Linked DNA regions of Drosophila melanogaster: region 2 is linked to region 1. A link is a contact called in public Hi-C data. All regions are on one chromosome and are shown on one strand. The core of a region is the stretch at or near the end of the contact, and the rest is flanking DNA. Distances in the headings are between cores, read along the strand shown. Region 1 holds the start of Crtc (CREB-regulated transcription coactivator). Region 2 overlaps Eip75B (Ecdysone-induced protein 75B).

Region 1 (3,545 bases), core at 889-3,388:
ATGACTAATCCAAGCAGATATCGGAAGTGTAAGGCCCATTATGGCTAAAACGCGATGCAGGAGCAAAGAGATTTAAATGCGGCTCACACTTTTGGACGAGCCGGCAATTGCGGCCATAAAAAGGCCGAGCACGCCTCAAACTAAACAAAGGTAGATATTACTTTACTTTTTGGGAGGGACTGGACTTTTTTTTAGGGGGTAGGCAATCAAAGGGAGGGGTGCTGTTGGGCAAAGCGGAAATATTCCCACGAATCGATAATGACATTTAATAATTATTTAATATATTGCGGCCGATAAAAATGGTGGTCATTTACCACAGGAAAAAACAGCTGTATATTTAATCGATAAGAACAGATAAACAAATACTATAATTTGTAAAGTCACATTTATTCATGTTGAATACAAATGAATTATAATTTTGTTAATTTTTTGATAAGAACAGATAAACAATACTATACTTTGTAAAGCCCCACTTATTCACGTTGAATACAAATTAATTATAATTTTGTTAATTTACGAACATAAAACTTTAAAAATAATGGTATTTAATGAAATATATCTTTGGCTTGTTAAGCACAATTAAAGGTCTCAAAATAAAATGTTATAATTTTATGGAATTATTATTATATTGGTCAGCATATTTCGAAACAAAAAGTAAGTTATTTTTTCTTTCCGTGCCAATTTTTGAGTGTGAATGGCCCATTTGTTCTCTCGTTGTTCCTTCTTCTCCCCACTTATCCTTCCATATCTCTCTCCCATTATCATTCTCCCCTCGACACGGGGAGACACTCCTGGGAAACCCTTATCAGCAGTTTTTTTTATAGCCACTCGCGTTCCTTGGAATTTTTGAATAATTTCGATGTTTGTTTATTTATCGCGCGGCGCAACCGCAACAGTTGAAAAGAAAACTAAGAGGGAGGGGGAAAGCGATTTGCAGAAACGTGTGTGAAGCAAAGAGGCGGCAAAAACAAAACGAACTGCAAAGAGGGGGCGGGCGAGGGCGTAACTTACATTCTCTCTCGTTCGCCGCTAACTCCGATTGGATCTCTTGCTCTCTCTGTCGCTCTTGTGCTATGCAAATTGGATTCTTGCTTGATTAAAATCTCATATAGAAGAATTAAGTTTTTGGCGCTTTTTATTTGTTGTTATTGTTATGACCTTTTGCGTTATTTTTTTGTGTTTTTTGCGTCGCTTAATAAAACCAGATTTGATTTTGAGTTGTTTGCGAGCCGAGAGTTGTTAAATCCAAAAATCGGTTTGCTGGGGGATTATTTTAACAACTGATTGTTTTTTTTGTGTTATTTCTACTCGCTCTTACACACACACACACAGCCGCACGCGCACGCACACTTCGAGAGGTTTATTGTTTTAACGCAAAACTGCGACGTTGTTTTTTTTTTATTTTGCGCTCTCAGCTGGTTGGCACTTTTTGCGCTATTTTTTTGGTTACCGCATGAAAAGTGAAAAACTTTCGTTGCGCCTTTGACCTCTTTTCACACAGACACACGCACACACACACTGCTAGGCGGACGAGTGTGCCTCTAATTGGGTGTCCAATTGGGATTACAGCACGCAGCAAAAGCGGCGGCGTCGGCCGATTCTATATTGCATTTCCTTGATTTCTATATATTCTTTGCCCCGATTTTTTGGCTTTTGTTTTTCGCACACCAATGGAAAAGCTCACCAACACACGGACACACGCGCGCACACACACTGACACGCGGGACTGTGGATTTTTGCGGGCAACGGGACTTCTACTGTTGTGCACACTCACTCCGCAGCAATCTCGTATTCTTATTTTCGTTTATTTCGCGTTTTTTATGCCCCTATTTTGCTCTGCTGCACTCTCTCACTCGCACAGAGAACAACTTATTATTGCTGCTGCTGCTGCCTTGCTTCTTCTTCTTCGCTCATCTTCGTCGCTGTGATGGCTCTTCACTTTTTCGCTTTGTTCTGTGGTTTTTCCGCTTTTCCTCGCACGCCGTTTTAATCGCGTGTTAGTCGTGCACTTGTACAGCAATTGCGCGTCGCCTTTTTCAACGTTTTTTCCACGTTTGTTTTGTTATTTTTCCACTTTTTCTCATATTTTCCTCTGCTTCTTCGATATCAGGAGGTGTATTGGTATGAACCTATCGGGGCCATCGTTCTCCGATACTAGGAAGATATCGGCTATCGAGTTTGAAATTGGCAGCCATGCAGTGTGGCCAGAATTTGGTTGAGACAAAATACATTGCTGAACAGCGAACAGGTGATGTGTGGGAATTTCCACCAGATATTTAAAGCCAGGGCTGTCATTTCTACTTTATTTAAATGCACGTATATGATATTCAAGTCATTTTTTAAGTGCATCATATTAAATAAAAAATACAGCTAAGAGCGTAACAACTAATCAAAGTTTACTTTTTACTGATGAAAGATAAAGTGGGCTAAACCAATATGATATGTAACATAAGTTAATTATCAATTGTCAGTATTAATCAGATTACTGCATTTGTATGTAAGGTATATATATTTACAGAATAAACAGAACGTTTGTTTTTTTAAAGGGAAATATATTTTTGAAAATATTATATCTTGGGTTTCGATGTTAATCGCCGTGCAATCGGTTCGAGTCCTCACTTTTAGTCGCTTGGTAAGGTGTCTTGTCATTTAGTCCAATATATGGTATGGTGTCTCCGCTAATTTAGATTCGCAACGGAATTTTAAAAATAAATATTGATTTGATATAATTAAATAGTAATTATATAATTTACATTTATTATATGTGTTGTATTCCATGGAAATAAATAACTTACATTAAAAAGGCATACACAAATTTTATTATTAATATGCTGTCTCAAACTCTCCGTTTTGTTGACTTTGACAAAGCAAATTGTGTGGTTGCATTAGTTATTCTGCAAGCGTAATTAATGTATATTAAATTCAAAAGTTCTTAATCCATCATATTAAATGAGCGGAGCAATCATATAAAATGAAATGCAATTTAATATGCCCATTAGAAGCTAAGATAAATCATCAAAAATGATTTGGATTTCGTTTTTGGGCGCTTAAATTGCATCAACCAACACATTCAAATGGGCTTTTGCGTTCGCGTGTGTGCGTGCGGGTGTCTGTTGTGTGTGTGTGTAAACGTCTGTTTCCCTTTCCGTTAACATTTTGTGTCTGGTTTCCGGCATTTTGTGTGCGCCATTTAAAATTGTTTTCCACGATACGAATCTGCCAAACGCTCTCTTTTTCTCTTTCGTTCCCGCGAATGGAGAAAATTTTTCTTCTCGCAGACACTTGAAGCAGGAATTGGTAGCAAATTGGCGGCCTCGGGGTTACGAAGACATTTAAGGGCCGACAAGGAAATGGAGAAATAAAAATGAGGGCCAAGAATAAGGCCGAGAAGTTGGAAGAAGTAGGAGGTACTAGGTAAATTGTGTGCAAGCGATAGAAATCTCTCAGAACATTTCCTGTTTTTTTTCTTTCATTCCTATTCAAAATATTTGCCCCTTTTTTGCCTTTTTCCTTGTTCCTTAAACTTCTCTGTTACCATTCGTTTC
Region 2 (3,666 bases), core at 1,076-3,575, 300 kb after region 1:
GAGAGAGAGACGGCATGCAAATGCAGCTCCGACTTCGAACAAGTTGCGACTGCTCGCCGCTGGATGTTGCAATGCGAAACCTTCGAGAAATTTTACAAGAGTCGTTGAACTCTGCGGCTCGGTCGCTCGCTTAACTGTGGCCCAAAACCAGCAACAGCAGCAGAAGCAGCAGCAGCAGCAGCGACAGCGGCAACACCAAGAGCAGCAGCAGCAGCAGCAGCAACTGCAACAGCAACTGCAGCAGCAGCAATATTGCTGCAACGCTGCTCTCTCGGAGCAACTCTCCGGATTTGAGAGCTGGAAAACTAGTTTTTGGCGCCGAGGCATTGAAAAAAGCGAAAGTACATTTTTTATTTCGCCCGCTCCTCCCCGGGAAAAAAATATATGTAAAATACAGATGCAGATACATGGATGTGTGCATGCACAAAGCTCGGCTCGGCTACCGCCAGACGAACGCTCTTCGTGGCGAGAGGTAAATGAACCTTTTGAAGGTTCAGCTTGCGTAGTAGGCGACGCCAGCGTCTGGTGTAAAACAAGTTTGTTACGTTCGCCGTTGGCAGCCAACTACACTTTTGGCTCTTGCCTTGTTTTCTCAGCGTTTCGTTGCGTTTCGTTTCGTTTCTTTCTTCGATTCGCTGCTTTTGGCGCTCTTTTCTTCGCAATTTCACCGTTAACAACTTTTTGTGGCTGCCTTTTGTGAGGCAGGTGAAGGCAGGCAGGCAGGCAACGACTTTATGTAACCAAAGCCAAGAAAAAAGCAAGCAAAAGAAGCGCCAGCAGGCGGCCAAAACTCAAGTTGTCAAGCAGCTGCCGTTGCTGAAGCATTTCTTTCGCTGCTCTCTTTCTGCCGCTTTTATCCTCCCTTTTTTTTCGGCGATGGATGACACGCGTGAAATGATTTCACTTATGGATAGTAGGTAATTGTATAAGCAGTGTAGTAATTGGACCCAAAGAAATTACCAGAAAGTACTGGCTTGATTAAAAAACATACCAAATACATTAGGCTTTTAGATGATCCTCTATTTCGGCATACTTATTTAGCTTTAGCCAGTCTGCTCAACCTTTTCGATTGCCTCACAAAAACCTTCACCGCCTTAATAGTGCAGTCAAAGTACCCGACCCCACCACCTCAATGTAGAACCTCACCCACATCGTCATCATTAGCATTTTGTACTTGAAGCTGTGAGCTGTTTCCAGCGCCGCCCACTAACGCGCCCACTCTCATGAGCCGAGTCGAAGGCTCCTTGAACTGGTCCAAGTGTTTAACTCCTACCAAAGGCCCAACCCCTTGCCTTTCGGTCTCTGGTCTCTAGTATCTGGTCTCTGGTCTCTGGTCTCCTTGTCCGCCTTGTTCTCGTTGTTATTGTAAATTTTGTGTAGCCTCCAATATTATTTTAGTCAACAGCTTGCCATGAGTATCTGTGTGTAGCACTGGCACTTTAATGTATTTGTAATTGACCTGAATAAAGTTCAAAACACTCGCAGCGGCGAGGCAAGGCGAAATCTACATGCATGCTGTTGCCATTGCTGCTATGTGTGTGTGTGTGTGTGTAGCCTCAAAATAATAATGATTGCGACAACAACAGCAACAACGAGCGTGTCGTAGTTGCTCGCTTATATATATATGTATATATTTATGTGTGTCTATATGGAAAAAATGCTATGCCTTCGATAATTGACAATTGTTTGATTATTTTATGTGCCTTTGGGACGACGGACACACCAGCAACTAATTGCTGCTGCTGTGCATGTTGGTAGCTGGCTAGGTGCGGTTATCTATGTGCTTCACGCTTAGTTGCCAGGCAGCGATTTGATCGGGAGATATATGTACAAGAGATATAAAATACAGTAGCATAGCTAGTTAGTTATATTTGCTATTCGGCTAATCTCCAAGCATATTTCGATCGACCTCCACCCCTCTTTTTTTCGCGGGCTTTATCGCGATACTCGTTCGTGTCGCATATTTACTTTCAATTTGCCTAACCTCGCGCTAATTTAAGTTCATTTCAATTAAAAGCCAGCATGTGTGCATGTGCATGTGCCTCGGCTAGTAAGGAAAAGCACGGCGACCACAAATAAATACAATATATATGGAATATGCGCGTATGGCGAGAAAAATCCAACGATTTATTGTTTCCACTTTTTTTTCTTTTTTTTTTTTTGGCCAGCCCACGGCGAACTAATAAATTTCGAAGCAAATCCGCCAAATCAAATGCAAAATGAGCAGCGAAATTGAGCGACGACGACGAGTGTTGCACTATGTTGTGCACATTGTACGCTGTTTACTATCGGCGCTCACACAGATACGAGTCACTCACACAGACGCAACCACCTTCACTGCCGTGCGACTGCGCTGCTGCTGCGCTGCCAATGGTGACCCAGTTTCGCTGCACGTCAGCGGCGGTCAATGAACTGAGCTGAGTTGTTGGGACGTATTTTATTTGACTTTTTCGAGGGGGGGGGGGGAAGGGGGGCGCTTGTGTGCGCTAAATTTCGGTTTCGTTTTCATTTCTTGCGTTATTTTCGTGTCTTTGCAATACAAAAAAGAAAAACAGAAAACCACATCAACGCCAACAAAATGGCGCCTATTACTGGCGAAGAAATTATGAAAGCAGGCGAAATGTAACGAAATGAAAAAGAAAGTGTTTCGAAATGGCCACCAATTATATTCCAAGTTTTTTTTTTTTGGTTTGGTTTGGTTTTTTCCAAAAAGTGAAAGTATGCAACGTCTTCTTCGTGATTTTTAATAAACAAAAAATAAATTATTATTTCGTGGCGTTTTCTAGGTCAGTCGCTCTTGTTTTATAACTGTAAATTGTTCATCAGCGGCCCTCGATGTTTTTTTTGTGTTTTTTTGTTTTTTTAGTTTTGTGTTTTTGGTGTGTGCGTTTTATTTTAATTTTCCTTGAAAGATAAGGCAACCGGCAGCGCAGTCGCCGTCGCTTAAATAGCACACGGTCATTTTTATTATAAACAATTCGAAATTTGTTGGTTTGCCTTTTCTCTTTGTTTTTCTTTCATTTTTTCGATTTCATTTCATTTCATTTCATTGCTGTTGCCGAGTTCGAGTTTGCTGTTTATTTGGTTGACGGTCGAATTTTTGCTCGGTTCACATGACTTATTTTTGGCACCAGCTTTAGGTTGCTCTAGGCGCAGAACTAGTTCAAGGATTTGCTAAAAAATTATTGCGCTCAGCTCTAGGTTAGTGGCTAATTAACGATGGCATTTAAATGGTGACAGCATAGCCCATTAATGTTTGGTGGTGGTAAGCAAAAGCATAAAACTAGTAGTCAACATTAATGAGGGGATGATTTGGGAAAAATATGAAAATAATCAGGCGTTGTGGCTCCTTATAGACAATAAGCTTTGCTGATTAATACAATTTGACAAACATATACTAAGCACAATAATGATGTAAATAGCTTATTATTTTGTGTCTGCCTATTTTTTACATTCCCATTGCCTCACACGCGCGCTCCACATTCGAAAAATATCAAAATCTAATCCATCAATTACAACATCGAAGGCACCAACAAATACTACATATTTTACACAAAGGCCGCGTCTGCGTGCTGCCTACAAAACAGCGTATCCCCGTCTCCCTTTGCCGCTCTATCCCCATCTTTCTCCCTCACACACACACACACACACGCATGAACCACTTTC

The links. A called contact is a pair of places that touch in the nucleus more often than the background predicts.
Region 2: a Hi-C map of the Kc167 cell line shows a contact between it and region 1, with 1.9 times the contacts expected there. A contact is called at or near these places in 5 of 107 Hi-C or Micro-C datasets (the Clone 8 cell line, the D17-c3 cell line, the Kc167 cell line and 1 more).

The regions. Positions count from the first base shown.
Region 1 is chr3L:17,667,096-17,670,640 of dm6, forward strand. It overlaps Crtc (CREB-regulated transcription coactivator), which reads right to left and starts at 2,139. Exons shown (of 2, transcript NM_001300172.1): 1 at 1,012-2,139. It also overlaps sncRNA:641.
Region 2 is chr3L:17,964,981-17,968,646 of dm6, forward strand. All of the region lies in intron 5 of Eip75B (Ecdysone-induced protein 75B), which reads right to left. Among named protein-coding and RNA genes, the nearest start is that of lncRNA:CR45921, 15 kb to the right of the region's middle.